Regions from separate parts of the Sus scrofa genome. Here region 2 is linked to region 1. The links are chromatin contacts, called in public Hi-C maps. All regions are on one chromosome and are shown on one strand. The core of a region is the stretch at or near the end of the contact, and the rest is flanking DNA. Distances in the headings are between cores, read along the strand shown. Region 1 overlaps GIPC2 (PDZ domain-containing protein GIPC2). Region 2 overlaps MIGA1 (mitoguardin 1).

Region 1 (6,102 bases), core at 2,664-5,163:
AAAATGTAAGTGGCTTCCTTAATATGGCAGCACAGTGTGAACATAATGTAACTTGGTGTCATTGCTCTCTTTCTAACAACACATATTCTACCAGAGAGTATTGGTACAGTGGGAGTTGTCATATAATTGTAAGAAAATAGATCTGACAAATTATACTCAAAACTGTGGTCAGAGGGTGTCTTCAGAAAAAGAAGCAGACGGGAGTTTCTGTTACGGCTCAGCAGAAATTAATCTGACTAGAGGAAGGAGTTCGATCCCTGGCTTCATTCAGTGGGTTAAGGATCTGGGATCTGGTGTTGCTGTGAGCTGTGGTGTAGGTCACAGACGTGTCTCAAATCCTGTGTTGCTGTGGCTGTGGTGTAGGCTGGCAGCTATAGCTCCAACTTGAGCCCTAGCCTGGGAACTTCCATATGCTGCAGATGTGGCCCGAAAAAGAAAAAGAAAAAAAAAAAAGAAAAGGCACCCCCCACCCCCAGAACGGACAAACAGGTCCAGTTAGGTATGGAAAAACATCTGATAAATTTAAGTACAAAGGTAGATTACAAAACAATGTACAGTAATAAAATACAGTAATGTCCTGTTTTTGGTAAAACTTGTCTTTAAATATTGAATAAAAATGACTTGCAGTATATGTATATGGAAATACTAGCAGTTATCTCTGGTGGTGGGTTTATGAATGATTTCTTTCTTTAGGCTTCTTGTATTTTTTAGATTTTAAATATAAATATTAACTTTTATAACCAGAGAACAGTTATTTTTAAAAAGGCCAGTATTCCTAGTCTAGGAAGTAGAGAAACCAAATCATTCTGCTTTTAGTGTTTTTTAAATATGATTATACTCATTTTAAACAGTTTTCTTTAATGTTATAGATGGTTCCATGTTGGAAATGTGGTAGATTACATTGTATTGACTTAAAATTGGCAGGTTTGTTTGTTCGTTTGTTTATTTTTTTTTTAGGGCTGCATCCGTGGCATATGGAAGTTACCAGGCTAGGGGTCAAATTAGAGCTGCAGCTACCGGCCTATACCACAGCCACAGCCACACAGGATCCAAGCCACACCTGTGACCTGCACCACAACTCAGAGCAACACCAGATCCTTAACCCAGTGAGTGAGGCCAAGGATTGAACTCGCACCCTCATGGATACTAGTCAAGTTCTTAACCTGCTGAACTGCAACAGGAACTCTGGCAGGATTGTTTTTGTAACTATTAAAAGCTAGAGGGAAAAATCTATTTAATAAACCATGAATAAAAGTAAACAATTTTGATTTTTGCATTCCCATGAAATCATACCGTGGAATAAAATGTATAAAAGGTCAAAAATATTTTAGCTATCTTTTTTTTTTTTTTTAACTTCCTCATTTAGAGTCTAGAGGCTTGTAATGGTTTTTTTGGTCCACAGTCCCCTCTGTATTAAAACTATCCCAGAGATGCACATTAACTTTTGCCTGTAATTTCAGGGAGTTATGAATAGGGCTGAGTTTTTCTCAAATGATACCTTACCTAAAGAACAAGAAGATCTTTGGCATAGTTATTTCACTTCTGACATTTGTTCAGTCTCACCAAACAGTTAAGAGCAACTTTGTGTGGCTTTTTTGGCGGGTGGTGGATTGGGTAATGTGTCACCAGCCCTTTTAAGCCGATAGCTGCCTTGTGGCATCTACTTATCTCCTTTTTCTTCTTATCAGCCCCCGGCACCCTACCAGCTGAATCAAAACAAAAACAACTCATAGCTATTCTAAAGAGGCCTGAGAAATGTTGGAGAGAGGAAGGACACATAGAAAAAGGGTATATAGGAGTTCCCTGGTGGCTCAGAAGGCTAAGGGTTCAGTGTTGTCACTCACTGCTGTAGCTCTGGTTGCCGCTGTGGTGTGGCTTTGATCCCTGGCCCGGGAACCTCTGCATGTCATGGGTGCATCCAAAAACAAAACCAAAAAACACACAAAAACCAAGCCCCTAAAACAAACAAACAAAAGACCAAAACGAAACCAAAAAAGAAAAAGAGACTGTACCGTTAAAATTTTAAATTCTGGGGCAAAGCTAGATTTTATGGCAGCTGTTCTGAGAGGGTGTCTATGTGTGTTGGGGGCAGAGGTAGGGAAGGCAGCGCCTGAGCTGCTTATGGACAGTGTGCATCCAGGCTTTGGAAGGTCTTTTTAGAAGGGTTGCTTAAGGAGCAGTTGCATAGAAAAGAGAGAATAAAAAGGAGACCTTTGTATTTAAAGTGGTGATTTTCTGCCATTTGAAGGGAGACTTTTGCATGTTTCTCAGTCTCAGAGAAAACCAGGGCAGATGGTTGCGATGAGGAGTATGTGGGAAGAGCAGGTTGCTCTCGCTCCAGGGTGGACCAGTTCAGCGGAAGCAGCAGCTGCCCCTGTGTGTGAGCCCAACCCCTGGACGAAGCACCTTTCCTCTGGCAGCCCTTTGAATGTGTAAGACCACGCCCTATGGAGGCGATATTCTTGTTGTACAGAGACGGCCTTATTCCTCCAGTCCTTACAATTTGTAAATGGAGAAGCTGTGTTTTAACTCAGGTTCTGATTCTAAAGTCCCTCTCTTGTCCTCTTGTATCCAGCTCTCGGACATGGCTGTGTCCACGTGTGCCCCCTTGATGATGGGTACGCCAGGCCATCTCGGGCCCCATGGGAGCAGAGTCAGACCTTGTTCTGAGCAGAGGCAGAATGCCCAGCCTCCCCACTGTCCCCCTGTTAGTTGGGGATCGAAGCTACGTTGCCTGCGCTCCACCTAAAGATGGGGCCTTGGCTGGTATCGGTCCTCTTTCCCTGGGGCGCAGGGTGGGACTGGAGGCTGATGCCCTGCTGCCATCTTCATTTCCCCTTGTCTCTACTGACCTTCACCATGAAGCAGGGACTGGGGGTTGGTCTGTTTCTTGAAAATGCCAATTAGAATAGGGTATAAATGGAATTCCCGTTGTGGCTCAGCAGTCATGCACCTGACTAGTATCCATGAGGATGCAGGTTCCATCCCTGGCCTTGCTCAGTGGTTAAAGATCCGGCATTGCCATGAGCTGTGGTGGAGGTTGCAAGATGCGGCTTGGATCATCTGTGGCTGTGGCTGTGGCTGGCATCTGCTGCTCTGACTCGACCCCTAGCCTGGGAACTACCATATGCTGCAGGTGCGGCCCTAGAAAGACCAAAAAATAAAATAAAATAATAAAATAAAAAGGGTATTAGGAGATGCCCCTGTGGCACACTGGGTTAACGATTTGGTGTTGTTTCTGTGGTGGCTTGGGTTGCTGCTGAGGCGCAGGTTCCATCCCTAGCACTGCCACAGCTGCAACTCGGTTTTGATTCCTGGCCTGGGAACTTCCACATGCTGCTGACATGGCTGAAAAAGAAAGGAAGAAAAGTGCGGGGCGGTATTAAAGAATGATAGAGGTGTATATAAACATTTTGTTTTAAAATACGTATACATTGTTTTAAGACTCTTTGGATGTAAAAGGCTCTTTGGGTAGAAGACACAAACTGGAGTTCTACAAAGTTTTTCTTTCTTTTTTTTTTTTTGTAATCAGAACTTTAATGCATATCTATGGGTTCTGTTTCCTAGCTAAAAGCCAGATTTGAGAAATGCTGGATGTTTAAAGATTTTTCCTAATCTTCCAGCATTATCATGTCCACGCCCCCCTGCTTTTTTTTTTGTTGTTGTTGCAACTCACCCTTATGGAGTCTTTCCAAAGCAGTTAACCTAGTTTTCCTAGCAATAATAACTCCTGTTTCACACTTGTTTCATCAGCTCACGTACTTTTAAATTAAATTATGTAATTAGAGTAACAGATAAAATTGCCACAAAAGGGTTTGGGAACAAATGTGACTGCTTCTTGGTGACGTCTGAGCCAGCTGTGGGAGTGTCCTGTGTCCTGAGGACACAGCAGGGGGGGCCCTGAGTCTACTGAGCCCAGCAAGCTCAGGCCAGTTACCAGTGCCTACCGTGTGAACCATATCCCTCTCATCATTCAGCCCCAGGAGAAGCCTCATGCCAATCCATTCATGAGAAGTGACTGATTTAGGGTTTGGCCTGGTTGGTTAGACAAGCTTTGACAGGCCAGCACCCTAAAAGAAGGCCAGATTCAAAACATTTCAAAACATTGAAAACACACAGAACTTTTTTTCCCCCTGTGGGAAAACAGGACCATCCTGCCTGTTTTCATGTACAAACAGGTTGATTTACTTCCCTGAATCAGGATCGTAGAGAAACATGGCTTCTGCTTCTTCCGCCATTGAAAACTGCCTTTCTTAGAAGCTGGGCCAAGCCAGAACTTAAATTTTAACTTCTGTTCTGGTGCCACCAAGTGGTTAGTTTTGAGATAACACTCTGGAGGAGATGACAAACACATGATTAAAAAACAAACACACAATCAGGGAGTTCCCATTGTGGCGCAGTGGAAACAAGCCTGACTGGTATCCATGAGGACACAGGTTCAATGCCTGGCCTCGATCAGTGGGTTAAGGATCCGGCATTGCCGTGAGCTGTGGTGTAGCTCGCAGAAGCAGATCAGATCCCCTATGGCTATGGCTGTGGTGTAGGCCAGCAGCTGTAGCTCCGATTTGACCACTAGCCTGGGAATTTCCATATGCTGCAAGGGTACAGCCCTGAAAAAGCAAGAACAAAATAAAATCGGGGGATTGGCAGAGCACAGAGAATTTTTAGGGCAACAAAATTACTCTGAAGGATATATGTCATTTTCCAAACCCATCCTGTAAACTATGGACTTTAGGGGATAATGATGTTCCTTGCCTTGCAGGTTCATTGATGATAGTGAAAGTACCTCAGTGGTGGGGGTTTTGATGATGGGGCAGCTAATGCAGATGTGGGGGCAGGAGGTGTGTAGATCTCTGTCTTAATTTTGCTGTGAACTTATAACCGCTTTAAAAAATAAAGCCTATTTTGGAGTTCCTGTCATGGCTCAGTGGTTAACGAATCTGACTAGGAACCCTGAGGTTGTGGGTTCGATCTCTGGCCTTGCTCAGGGGGTTAAGGATCTGGTGTTGCCGTGAGCTGTGGTGTAGGTCGCAGACATGGCTCGGATCCCATGTTGCTGTGGCTCTGGTATAGGCCAGTGGCTACAGCTCCGATTGGACCCCTAGCCTGGGAACCTCCATATGCCATGGGAGTGGCCCTAAAAAAGGCAAAAAGACAAAATAAATAAATAAATAAATAAAATAAAGCCTATCTTAAAACATCTTCCACTCCACATTACATTTTCCCTTTTAGCTACTGGTGTTGCAGGTCAGGGCCAGGTAAGTAGTGACATCATCTAGGGAAGCTGGCCAACTTCTCAAGCCTGGACAGCAACCCCTCCGTGAAGTCCCCATGTTTCAGTGTCTGGGGTCCTGAGCTTCGTATGTCCCAGAAACCCTTTATATTTCTTCAGTGTATCCAGACATTTGCAATTTCCCAGGGGCATGTCACGCTTACCAAACTGACAAAAGATTTGGCAATAAGTTAGAATGCCAGCGTGTTATCTACCACAAGAAATGTGTAGGTAGTGGCCGAAAAGTTGAGCACTTCCTTTCTCACCCTGTAGGACATTTTTTATTTTTATTGTTTAAAGATTTTTATTGTTTCTATTATAGCTGAATGTAGGACATTTAGATGGGAAGACAAATTGTAGGTTGCTTGGTGCAATCGCAGGGGGTGGGGGGTGTTGTAGAGAGAGTAAGGGGTGTCAGACTATTTATCTCAAAGGTTAGTATCAGGAAGCTGAGGCTGCCTTTTTTTTTTTTTTTTTGGCTGTACCCTTAGCATGTGGAAGTTTCTGGGCCAGGGATTGAACCCAAGCCATAGCAGTGTCATCGCTGGATCCTTAACCACTAGGCCACCAGGGAACTCCCAGGCTGAGGCCGTCTTGACCACTGTAGGTCTGTACCTGACTCCAAGCTGGGCAGTGAAGAATCCTGGACAGTGCTGGTGGCAGACTGACCTCACCTTTTGCTTTAGGTGTTCTTTTGGAAACTCTGTGCTGAGCGAGCATCTTCTGCTAATCTGTTCTTCCACAGTGGGTTAAGAATCCGACCAGTATCCATGAGGGTTCAGGTTCCATCCTTGGCCTTGCTCAGTGGATTAAGGATCTGATGTTGCTGT
Region 2 (6,102 bases), core at 2,008-4,507, 300 kb before region 1:
TTTGCATTAAAGCTCATAATCTCAATTTCAAAATGTTTAACAATGCTATAAAATGAGGTCTAACTGGTGTTATATATGCAAGTCAGAGTAAGTTCAGAGATGAAAGCAGTATAATGAAGATTGATGGGGTGCTCCTGCTGCTTACCTTTGTCTTTTTTGTATTTAAGTTGTGTCTTATCTGCTTGGATTTCTAGGTCTAGGACCTACGTTAGCCCGTCCAGGTCCTTTGTATGATTTAGATAAAGGCCCATGTAGCCTCTTGGAAAGGGCACCTTTGGGTTTTTTGTTTTGTTTTGTTTTGTCTTTTTGCCATTTCTTGGGTCACTCCCTCAGCATATAGAGGTTCCCAGGCTAGGGGTCCAGTCGGAGCTGTAGCCGCTGGCCTACACCAGAGTCACAGCACCATGGGATCCAAGCCGCGTCTGCAACCTACACCACAGCTCATGGCAACGTCGGATCCTTAACCCACTGAGCAAGGCCAGGGATTGAACCTGCAACCTCATGGTTCCTAGTTGGATTCGTTAACCACTGAACCACGATGGGAACTCGGGGAGGGCACCTTTGTGATAAGAAAAAGGTTGACCTTCTTTGAGAAAGATGCAAGCCCAGGATGAGGGCTGGAGTCTGCCCCCACTTGTCCCGTTGGCCTTTTGTGTAGTACAGAGTGACCAGCTGTTCTAGTGGCCCCACAGAAGTCTCTATAACTGCAGACCTGCCTTTAATTACTTTTGGCCCTTTGGGTCATCCATTTCTTTCTTCTAAAAAAAGAGTAGAAAATGCTATTACTCCTTTTCTCTTTCCTTCTATTACTCATTTTGTATTGGCAGCTGTATTTCCCAGTTAGGAGTCACAGTTGTTATGTTGGCCAATCATGGCATATAAGAAGTTTTGATAAATAGGGAAAGCCAGAGACAACTGTTGTGGAACTCTCCTTTTGGGTAGTGCCTAGGATCAGGCTGTTTTGAGCATGTACTATTTCACATAGGCAAAAACTGTAAGTTATAACACATCAAGAATTAATGAATCTAGGTAGTTCCCCTGATGGTGCAGCAGGTTAAGGATCTGGCATTGTCACTGCAGCAGCTTGGGTTGCTGCTGTGCCGAAGGTTCCATCGCTAGCCTTGGAACATCTACATGCTATTGTGGGTGGCCAAAAAAAAAAAAAAAAAAAAAAAAAAAAAAATTAGTGACTCAGTAAGGTGGGAAGGAGATAAATTATGAAGATAACCTTCCTTTTGTTTCAGTGATTTCATTGAGGGAAAATATCATCTGTTAGCTCACTTAGTTCTTTTGATTCCTGAAACTTTTTTTTCTGGTTTTATTTAGCTGTAATTGACATATAGCCCTGTTTAAGCTTTTTTTTTTTTTTTTTTTTTTTTTTTTTTTTTGTCTTTTTGCTATTTCTTGGGCCGCCCCTGCGGCATATGGAGGTTCCCAGGCTAGGGGTCGAATCAGAGCCATAGCCACCGGCCTACGCCAGAGCCACAGCAACGCGGGATCCGAGCCGCGTCTGCAACCTACACCACAGCTCATGGCAACGCCGGATCCTTAACCCACTGAGCAAGGGCAGGGACCGAACCCGCAACCTCATGGTTCCTAGTCAGATTCGTTAACCACTGCGCCACGACGGGAACTCCTAAGCTTTTTTTTTTTTTACATTCTTTATTAAAGTATAGTTGATTTACAAAGTTGTGCCAGTATCTGGGGTACACAGCAAAGTGACCCTGTCGTACATTTCTTTTTTTTTTTTTTTTTTTTTTTTTTGCTATTTCTTGGGCCACTCCTGAGGCATATGGAGGTTCCCAGACTAGGGGTCCAATCGGAGCCATAGCCACCGGCCTACGCCAGAGCCACAGCAACGCGGGATCCAAGCCGCATCTGCAACCTACACCACAGCTCACGGCAATGCCGGATCGCTAACCCACTGAGCAAGCGCAGGGACCGAACCCGCAACCTCAAGGTTCCTAGTCGGATTCGTTAACCACTGCGCCACGACGGGAACTCCTTTTTTTTTTTGTTTTGTTTTTTTTCGTACATTTCTTATATTATCTTTCATCATGGTCTATCCCAAGAGATTGGCTATAGTTCCCTGAGCTGTACAGTAGACCCTCATTAGCACTGAGGTCCTACTGTATAGCACAGGTGTACAGCATAATGATTTGCCTTATGTAACGTGAATGATTTGACATATATACAACATGAAATGATTACCACAGTAAGATTAGTGAGCATCTATCGTCTGGTATAGATACAAAATTAAAGCAGTTCCTGCTGTGGCACAGTGAGTTAAAGATCTGGGATTGCCACAGCTGTGGCATAGGTCACAGCTGTCTCTTAGATTCGATTCCTGGCTTGAAAACTTCCATATGCCACTAGTGTAGCTAAAAAGAAAAAACCCACAAAATTAAAGAAATAGGAAATTTTTTTTTTTCATTGTGATGTGGACTCTTAAGGATTTACTCTCTTAATTTTCATATATAACATACAGCAGTGCTCATTTATCATATTGTATATTACAAAGCTGGAAGTTTGTACTTTTGATTACCTTCGTCCAATTCCCCCTCCCCTGTGTCATTTTTGGTTTTTGTATTCCACTTTATTTTTTTTCTTTTAAACTATCCCATAGCATTAAAATAAATGAAGATAGAAGGAGTTCCCTTGTGGCGCAGTAGGTTAGGTATCTGGCATTGTCATTGCAGTGGCCCAGGTTGGGTATGATTCCTGACCCGGGAACTTCTCCATGTCCCAGGTGCAGCCAAAAAAAATAAATAATAGGCGTTCCCATCGTGGCTCAGTGGTTAATGAATCTGACTGGGAACCATGAGGTTGCAGGTTTGATCCCTGGCCTTGCTCAGTGGGTTAAGGATCTGGCATTGCTGTGGCTGTGGCATAGGCCGGCGGCTGCAGTTCTGATTAGACCCCTAGCCTGGGAACCTCCATATGCTGTGAGTGTGGCCCTAGAAAAGGCAAAAAGACTAATTAAATAAAGATAAAGAATTATCCTCAGTATGGGTAGAACAAATAGTCATAGAAAATAAACAAAGGACCACAGTAATTTTCTAGATTTCTTAATTACTTTAACAGATTATAGCAGATTCCAGAAAATAGCTTGTCTTGTCAGCAGTAGGAACTTTTCCATTTTTATTTTTTTATTTTTTTCCCATTTTTAATAGAGCCATAGAAAAGACAAGGTTCCAAATCATATTTAAACTGCTAAAAATCACTTGGAGAATAGCCGCTGACATAAACGTCAGATGACATTGAGACATTTGGCAGGCTTCCTCTTGTTGCTGGTGTTATAAAATCCACAGTGGACAGCCTGGATTTGAAAAGAAGAGTGGCATCTTTGGAATCTCCATTAGAGTCTGCTGAAGTTAAAATAGACCTGATGTCTTCTAAGTGACAGAAAATAGAATGTGCCTGGGGATGGCAAAAGTGAGACATGCAAAAAACCCATTTGGATTGGTTTAAAGAAATAGATCCTGGCCTGAGGTTCCAAGGTCCAGGGTTGAAGTGAAGTTTTTTCTTTTTCTAACTTTCAAGCAAATTCTGCTTTGGAAAAAAGTTAAGTAATATGTGAATTATGAAATTGTGAAAGAAGGAGGAAGGCTTAAATCCAGTCAGATTTTTGGCCTAAAATATGGCTGTTTAGTTGAAAGTAATCATACGTTTAGTGTTCTTCCAAAGAAGAACATAGTTTATGTCTGTACATGAATATTTTAAAAGTTTTGAGTGATTGAGACAGGTAAAAAAAAAAAAAATTCTTAAAAATGTTAGATTTGGATTTTCCTGGTGGCTCAGTGGTTAAGGATCTGGTGTCACTGCTGTGGCTCGGGTTTGATCCCTGACCTGGGAACTTCTGTATGCCATGAGCGAGACCAAAAAAAAAAAAATTTACTATTTAAGAATAAACTGCCCCACCAAAAGCCAAAGAGGTAACACATGGCACTTTTTTTTTTTTTTTTTTTTTGTATTTAGTCACCCAGTTATGTGGAATGCTTTCTTATAGATGCTTCTGAGGTTAATGATGAGTCATAAAGGGCTTAAGCTGCGTATTTCAGGTTTCCAAGATAGAATCATAAGTTTAATTAATTTAGGCCTGGGTATCAGAAACCTAAGAATTTCAACAGCACTCTGAAAATAAGTTAAAGTCATATAGTAGGCAAAATGACCCAGGGGAAATACATGAGAGGCTTTAAAGCAGGGATTTTCATGTCTTGGGAATGGTCAGCTTATAATAACAAGTTTTATTTAGTTTGTGTGAACAAATAATTAAATTTACACTCTGTTCCATGCTCTACTGAGAACCGTAGTAGCCATCTGGGGGGAAAAAATGAAAGAAAAAAGGAAAGAGAAGATTCGAAAGTCTGTCACTCAAATTGTTTCAGTCCAGCTGGACAGATAGGTTGTGTATTCAGGCAATGATTAAATAAAGATTCAGTCAGTGTATTAAATTGTACATCCTTATTTTTTGCATAATAATAATAGCTTGCATTTATTCAATGCATACTTTACGTATATGGTCATCCCTACTCTGTGTAGATACAAAAACCTATGGATGGTGAAGTCCCTTTTATAAAATGGTGTATTGGAGTTCCTGCTGTGGCACAGTGGGTTAAGGACCTGACTGCGGTGGCTTAAGTCAGTGTGGGGGTGCAGGTTCAATCCCCTGCTTGGGCAATGGGATGAGGATCTGGAGTTGCTGCAGCTGTGACAGGGGTCGCAGCTTCTGCTTGTGTTTGATCCTTGGCCTGGGAACTTCCATATGCCACCTAAGTTCTGAAACTTCCAAAAAAGAAGAAAATACATATGTGCATAAAATGGTGTATTATTTGCATGTAAACCTACACAATCCTCCCATACACTTTTTTTAAACTTTTATTTTGTTATAGTCGATTTGCAATGTTCTGTCCCTCCCATATACTTTACTTTTTTAGTTTATTTTTTTTGCTTTTTTTAAAATACTGTTTTATTTTTTATTTTTATCTATTTATTTATTTTGGTCTTTTTGTCTTTTTAGGGCCACACCCACAGCATGTGGAGGTTCCCAGGCTAGGGGTCCAATCGGAGCTGTAGCCTCCGTCCTAGGCCAGAGCCACAGACTACAACCAACACCACAGCTGACAGCAACACCAGATCCTTAACCCACTGAGCGAGGTTGCAGACGTGGGATCTGAGCCACGTCTGCGGTCTACAGCACAGCTCACAGCAACACCAGATCCTTAACCCACTGAGTGAGGCCAGGGACTGAACCTGTGTCCACATAGATACTAGTCAGGTTCACTAACTGCTGAGCCATGATGGGAACTCCTTTTTTTGTTTGTTTGTTTTTTGTCTTTTTTGCCTTTTCTAGGGCTGCTCCCGCAGCATATGGAGGTTCCCAGGCTAGGGGTCTAATCAGAGCTACAGCCTGGCCTACACCACAGCCAAAGCAATGCCAGATCCTAGCTGCATCTGTGACCTACACCACAGCTCATGGCAATGCCAGATCCTTAGCCCACTGAGCGAGATCAGGGGTTGAACCTGCAACCTCATGGTTCCTAGTTGGATTCGTTTCCGCTGCGACATGACAGGAACTCCCCTCCCATATACTTTAAATCATTTCTAGATTATTTATAATACCTAATACATTGTAGATATTATATATGTAATTGCAAATACAATGTGAACGCTATGTAATAGTTGGCATACAGCAAATTCAAGCTTTTCTTTTTGGAATAGTCTGGATTAAAAAATTTTTTTCCGTTTGCAGTTGGTTGACTCCTTGGATGTGGAACCTGTGGTTATGGAGGGCCAAATGTATTAACTTGTTTAATCCTCACACACCCAATGAGGTAGATTTTATTCCCATTTTATAAATGAGAATACTGAGGAATGGAGAAGATAAGAAACTTAGCCAAGGTTACACAGCTATTAAGTAGTAGAGTCAGAATTTGAATCTAAGCTGTCTGGCTCCGAAACTCATGCATAGTTTTAACACTTTTTCTGTACTATTTTATATAGAAGCAAAGAAAATTTAAGTAATTTTTGGAGGATGCATGTCAGGGATAGTACTTGAGCTGCATGTTATAAAACAATATAAGGAGAAATTTTACTTTGGAG

What was found. Hi-C and Micro-C count contacts between places; a contact is called where the count stands out from the background.
Region 2: a Hi-C map of fetal skeletal muscle shows a contact between it and region 1, with 4 times the contacts expected there. The contact joins two enhancer-like sites. A contact is called at or near these places in 18 of 47 Hi-C or Micro-C datasets (alveolar macrophages, embryonic fibroblasts, fetal heart ventricle and 9 more) and 2 of 2 datasets of contacts at active chromatin or transcription factors (alveolar macrophages and skeletal muscle).

The regions. Positions count from the first base shown.
Region 1 is chr6:135,160,667-135,166,768 of Sscrofa11.1, reverse strand. The region is part of intron 3 of GIPC2 (PDZ domain-containing protein GIPC2); the gene reads left to right. Among named protein-coding and RNA genes, the nearest start is that of GIPC2, 54 kb to the left of the region's middle. Within about 2 kb of position 3,913, at least 37 of the 83 cell types and tissues checked have an H3K27ac peak or open chromatin away from gene starts, as enhancers often do. A contact at or near this core is called in fetal skeletal muscle and skeletal muscle, where this site is marked.
Region 2 is chr6:135,459,861-135,465,962 of Sscrofa11.1, reverse strand. All of the region lies in intron 7 of MIGA1 (mitoguardin 1), which reads left to right. Among named protein-coding and RNA genes, the nearest start is that of MIGA1, 50 kb to the left of the region's middle. Within about 2 kb of position 3,257, at least 8 of the 83 cell types and tissues checked have an H3K27ac peak or open chromatin away from gene starts, as enhancers often do. A contact at or near this core is called in fetal skeletal muscle and skeletal muscle, where this site is marked.